Linked DNA regions of Sus scrofa: region 1 is linked to region 2. Evidence: chromatin contacts called from public Hi-C data. All regions are on one chromosome and are shown on one strand. Each heading gives the region's core, a stretch centred on a gene start, on an enhancer-like site or on the middle of the called end of the contact. The rest is flanking DNA. Distances are from core to core; before and after follow the strand shown. Region 1 holds the start of FGL1 (fibrinogen-like protein 1). Region 2 overlaps PDGFRL (platelet-derived growth factor receptor-like protein).

The links. Hi-C and Micro-C count contacts between places; a contact is called where the count stands out from the background.
Region 1: a Hi-C map of skeletal muscle shows a contact between it and region 2, with 13 times the contacts expected there. The contact joins the promoter of FGL1 here to the enhancer-like site in region 2. A contact is called at or near these places in 21 of 47 Hi-C or Micro-C datasets (alveolar macrophages, brain, embryonic fibroblasts and 12 more) and 2 of 2 datasets of contacts at active chromatin or transcription factors (alveolar macrophages and skeletal muscle).

Annotation. Positions count from the first base shown.
Region 1 is chr17:5,595,059-5,597,758 of Sscrofa11.1, reverse strand. FGL1 (fibrinogen-like protein 1) reads left to right here and starts at 1,325. Exons shown (of 8, transcript XM_021077952.1): 1 at 1,325-1,396. PCM1 (pericentriolar material 1 protein) reads right to left here and starts at 760. Exons shown (of 41, transcript XM_021077917.1): 1 at 423-760.
Region 2 is chr17:5,297,686-5,300,385 of Sscrofa11.1, reverse strand. The region is part of intron 2 of PDGFRL (platelet-derived growth factor receptor-like protein); the gene reads right to left. Among named protein-coding and RNA genes, the nearest start is that of PDGFRL, 20 kb to the right of the region's middle. Within about 2 kb of position 1,360, at least 30 of the 83 cell types and tissues checked have an H3K27ac peak or open chromatin away from gene starts, as enhancers often do. A contact at or near this core is called in fetal skeletal muscle, retroperitoneal adipose tissue, skeletal muscle and 1 more, where this site is marked.

The DNA.
Region 1 (2,700 bases), core at 76-2,575, 300 kb before region 2:
ATGGAATCTAGGGGGAAGAGGGGAGAGCAGAAGCGCAGTGATGAAGGCCCCTGGCTATGAAAAACTAGACTCCCCGCCCCTGGCAATCAAACCGCAGCCCCCTACTCCGTTTCCTCCCCTCGCAACGGACATTCCTGGAACTCCCGAGGCGCAGGGCGGCCTCCTCCGCGGGCAAGAAAGAGAGAGGGGCGGGGAGGCTAGAAGGGAGTTCCGAAAACGCCACTGCGTCTCCAGAAGCGTACCCCGAGATTGCGTCGGTCCGTCCGGAGTAGGGGCGGGCTGCCTGCCCAGCAGACTGGAAGCAAGAGGACCCAGGAGCCCAGACCCAGGCCCTCCAGGGTCAAGCGTGTCAGGGCCGTCGCTCTCCCGCCCAGAGCCGCGCTACCCTCGGTTGCCAAGGGCTGAGGACGCGCAGGCATTACCTGTAAACGAAGCACAAGCTCCTGCCAAGAGCGGAGGAGCGGTCGCTCCCACGCCCCGCCACCGGCAGCGGTCTTCCCTTCGAGTCCGAGCCAGGGAGAGTCCCCAAGTTCCCTGGCTGCTCAGGGCCCAATGGCCGCCTCTTCTACTTCAGCTACTCGGCGCCAACCGCCGCAGCCACCGCCATCTTAGGATCTCATTGTGGTGGGAGAAGAGGGGCGGGGGGACTGCAGAGGGGCAACGGGAGGGGAGACATGCGCCGTCTCCGCGGCAACGGCCGCGCGGGGGCGAAACTCGCCCGGGCGGGAGCTACAGTGTGATCCACGCTCTAGACTGGAGTCATGTGATCCGCTGGAGTCTATGGTGTCACCTCTGGCAGCGGTGCCTATTGCACAAACGAGCCACTGGAGACTACATATCCCAGAATGCCAGGTCAACCTGAGGTTATACGCGCCCGCTCAGCCGCCCGAAAGAAATGACTACAAGTCCCAACATGCTGTGCGCTTCGGGCGCCGATCGCCCTGCCAGGGGCTGGAGGCCCTGACGGAAGTGGGTTGACTTCCGCCTCAGGCAGCTGGGAAATGCGCGGAGGCGCGTAGTGGTTTCCGTGGGGCTTCCAGCTCCGGGTTGTGCTTGCTGGAAAGGAAAGACTAAAGACTAAAGCTGGGCATCGCTCTCCTGTTCCCTGTCCACCAAGAGCTTCCTCACAGGAAGGTTGAAAACAAAAGCGCCCGTGCAATCTGGTCCTAAGTTTACACGTGAGGAAAATCCCATGAGTTAATTGGAGGAACATCATACAGCTGGTCAAGGATAGAGTCACACATGTTAATAATTAACACCGCCTTGGATTAATGCCCTACTTTTTCCTTTGAAGAACCAGCTGACCTTCATCAAAATTTAGTATCCAGAAGTTTTCTCTAAGACTATGGTCTTTGAATTCTTTTTTTATTCTTCTCTCAGCAGCGACACTTTTAAGGTTAGTTTATTTACACATTCTCCCTTAAAATGCTAGGGAATGCAAATTTGTTCGCGGGAAGCATAGTGAAGTCAAACAGAGAAATCATTTTGGAGCAGAGAAAAGTTAATTTTAGGGCCATGCAAAGAGAAGGGTGGCTCGTGCTGCTAAAACATGGAACTCTGTAAAGAGTTTTGGCAAAGCATTTTTAAAAGCCAGGTAAGGGAAGGGAGTTGCAGGGTGTGTGTTCAGCTCCTGCACAGCTCTCTGGTTGAAGGTGAAGTAACAGCGTGGTGTCTTCCGGGTTGACATCAATCCTTAGGCTCCAGGAGGCTAGAGGGCCATGGGCTCATTGTCATCAAGTAGTTAACATCGTGCGTTTTGTGGGAGGTTTTCACATCTGTAAAACAACTCTGAAAATGTGCATCAGATACTGTTATCTAGGTACTTCAGAGAGGAGCTAAAGCAGAGGATATGGGGGGAAAGACGTGCCCCCAAGGCCCCACAGGGTCCTACTTCATTACAAACCCCAAAAATATGGTCAAGTGACAACGCCTGTGTGGCTATCTGAAAATTTTGAAATGCTAGTCAATTTTTCTTGCATGCAAGGACATTGTTTTTTTAAGACCGTTTGTAATTGTGGGATAATTTTGTTTTACGCAAAATAAGAATAGGAAGAATGAAGAATGGCATCTGGGTTCCAACAGCAAATTGTTCTGTTACCAATAGAAATTTTTTCACAAAAGCAGTTAATAGAACTGCATCTCAGTACATAATTCAGATAAAACCCTTCCTGCTGCTGTAATTTGCAGCTGAATCCAGGTTCCATTCCAGTACAGTGATCTTTGACACTGTTTATTTGTCATACTTTTTTTTGGCCAGAGTGTGTAGTGGCTTGACATGGGATCTCAGTTCCCAGACCAAGGACTGAATCCATGCCATAGTGGTGAAAGCACTAAGTCCTAACCACTAGACTACTAGGGAACTCCCTGAGGTACATTTTAAAATACTTTCTGTATGTCTAATAGTGCTAATTACTTAGGTAACAAAAGCATAGTCCATGCCCTTTAAAAGCAAATATTTTAGTGAATGATGAAGAAATAGGATATGATATAAATCAATTCTGTTTTGTAAGAAAACTCAGAGCACAGAGCAGCTAATGGATTGTATTTACTGTAGTCCACCGTGCCTTAGGCCTCATTGTAATTCCACCGTGCTCTAAGATCTTGGATAAGTTACTTAACCTTTCTGAGCTTCAATTTGCCTCATCTATGAAATGAGGAGAAACTAATAATATTCTTACCTTGGAAGGATTTTTTTAAAAA
Region 2 (2,700 bases), core at 111-2,610:
CCTTGGTGGCACAGCAGGTTAAGGATCTGGCACTGTCACTGCCGTGGCATGGGCTCCATTCCTGTTCCCGGAATTTCCACATGCTGCAGCCTTGGGCAAAAAACAAACAAAATTTCTTGCAAACCTGGCTGTTTTCTTGTGATTTCCCTCCTTTGGGTACAGTCTTGTGAGTAAAAACAGCTCATCTTTATTGAGATGTCTCAGTGCATGTGCCAATGCTTCACTTGCATGACCTCATTCTATCCTGACAGCTATGGGGCTGTTCCTATTATTTCTCCCTCTCCCACAACTCACGTCCTGAATGGAACAGGCCGTGTTTTTCTGCAACCTGAATGCTGTGGGAACAGCTAGAACACCCGTCCTGCATCCTGTCTCACTCACCAATTCACCTCTTGGGAGACGTTGGCACTTCTGGCGCTGGTGCCATTGGGTCTGGAAAGAGAAAGCTCTACCTTCAGGGCGGGATAAATTATTTATTTTTAACCTGATTGTTTTCTGGGGGTGACATCCATTTGAAGGTCAATATCAGAGTCTGGCTGAAGCATAGACTTTCAATTTCCCACGGCAAATTGGGCCCCAAGGGCACCTCCAGGTAAGTACAAAAACAAAGGGAGGGCACCAAAGATTTTCATGGAACTCAACGTCTTCGTACGTCCGGCTCAGAAAATCAAGTAAAATGAGCTTTGAAGGAAACGGAGTTTGAATTTTAAAAACACCTGTATGACAATACAAATGTCTCACTGCCACTGAACTGCACACTTGAAAATGGTTAAAATGGTAAATTTGGTGGTTACCAAACAAACATCACATTTTGTTTGCTAAACAAAAAATAATAAAATAAAAGTGAAGGAAAAAGAAAAGGGTATCTTCCGCAGTACAACACCAAAGTTAAGACGGACAATGTTTACCAAAGTCTGTGCAGATTCTATCATAAACACTTCTCAACATCTTTCTCTGTTCTTTTAAAAGGTCCCCCGGACCCCCTCCTCTGGGGTTCTGGGAGTCAGGACTGGACTGGCCTGGAGCCCGTTGTCTGCTTCCTCGGCCCACCCTCCCTTTGTGTGTCTGTGGGTGGAGTAAGCCATTGCCAACTGCAGCCAAACGAAAACCCATTTGCCCTCCCTTGTTTTGAGAAGCTATTTATTGTTTTCAGAGGAACCAGCCATCAAAGAGATCTCCTGCGCTCCACCCACTCCTCTGAACTTAACATTTCTTGACTGAAAAATACTAACATCCCACCCGAGGCCCCAGAAACATCCTGAAAGACGATATCTGGACCTGATTTTCCAGGGAGCAGCCCAGGCTTCTTTATGAGCACAGCAGCCAGCTTGTTTTCACGGCTGTGACACTGCCAACTTGCTCGCTTCACTCTCCAGCATCTCCCTCTTCTTACCCGGCACTGATTTATATTTGAGCCACCATCCAGAACACTTATTCTAAGTTACTTCTTATCTTTTTCCTTGGCTCAATCTCGTGCCAAGAATTCCTCTGCTCTAATTTCTGGGAGTATGTTATGATGAGATTGAAGAAACAAAATGTTTCCAGAGAAGAGGAAAATGGATGGTGTTGATCACATGGTGCAAACTGGTGCAAAACATTCTCTCTCTCTCTTTTTTTTTTTTTTTTTTTTTTTGTCTTTTTTAGGGCCACATCTGAGACATATGGAAGTTCCCAGGCTAGAGGTCCAATTGCAGCTGCAGATGCCAGCCTATACCACAGCTACAGCAAGGTGGGATCCAAGCCGTGTCTGCAACTCACGGCAGCTTGGATCCTCTAACCCACTGAGTGAGGCCAGGAATTGAACACTAGTCCTAATGCATCCTAGTCAGGCTCGTTACTGCTGAGCCACAATGGGAACTTCCAGAACATTCTTACATTAATGTTTTTTATATTATCAACAAAATAAAAGCAAAAAATTTAAAAGATACACATTGCAAAGACATGTTAGGTCCAGGGAGAGGTCTGTGGACCCCTGTTTGTGGAAAGTGGGCATGGGGTGCATGGAGAGTGGGTCCACCTGAGACTTGGCAGTGATGCTGCCTTTTCCTAAAGGCAGTGAGGGGTTACAGCCCTCATGCTGTGTGTGTGGCCCTCTGTACTTTCTTAGTGTATCGCAACTGCCCTTGGATTTTTTACTCTGACTTCCTCAGTGTGGCTAACAGGCCCTCCCTCCCTGGTCTGACTGCCCCTCATCTTCCAGCAACCGCTCTCCTTGGTCACCTCCTGTCTCCTCCCCTGACTCAAGCCACCCCACCCCCTCCCACACACCCTCAGTGCTCCAGGGGTGACAGCCACTCCATCTCAGAGGAAGACCCCCATGCTGTTCCTTCCTTCTGGAATGTTCTTACACTCCTCTCCTCCCCACTTTGTTTCCTGGTTAACTCCCAGCTCTCATGTATTAGCTTGAGTTTTCTCCTTCCAGATCCTGTACTCCTTCTAGCAAGGCACTCACACAGCTATACGTTAAATTGGCTTAGCTAATAATCTGTCTTCCCACAAGACTAAAAGCTCTGTGGGAAGAGAGGTTGTGTCCATCTCGGTCACCATCGCATCTCCAGCATCACCCTAGGATGGGAACTTGACTATCATGGGTGAAAAAAATAACTGTTGGAAAAAAGGAATAGAATAATTAAGGGAGGGCAGAGGCGGGAGTATGTGGGCAGAGGAGCCGGGAAACAACGTTTAGTAAATTAACTATTG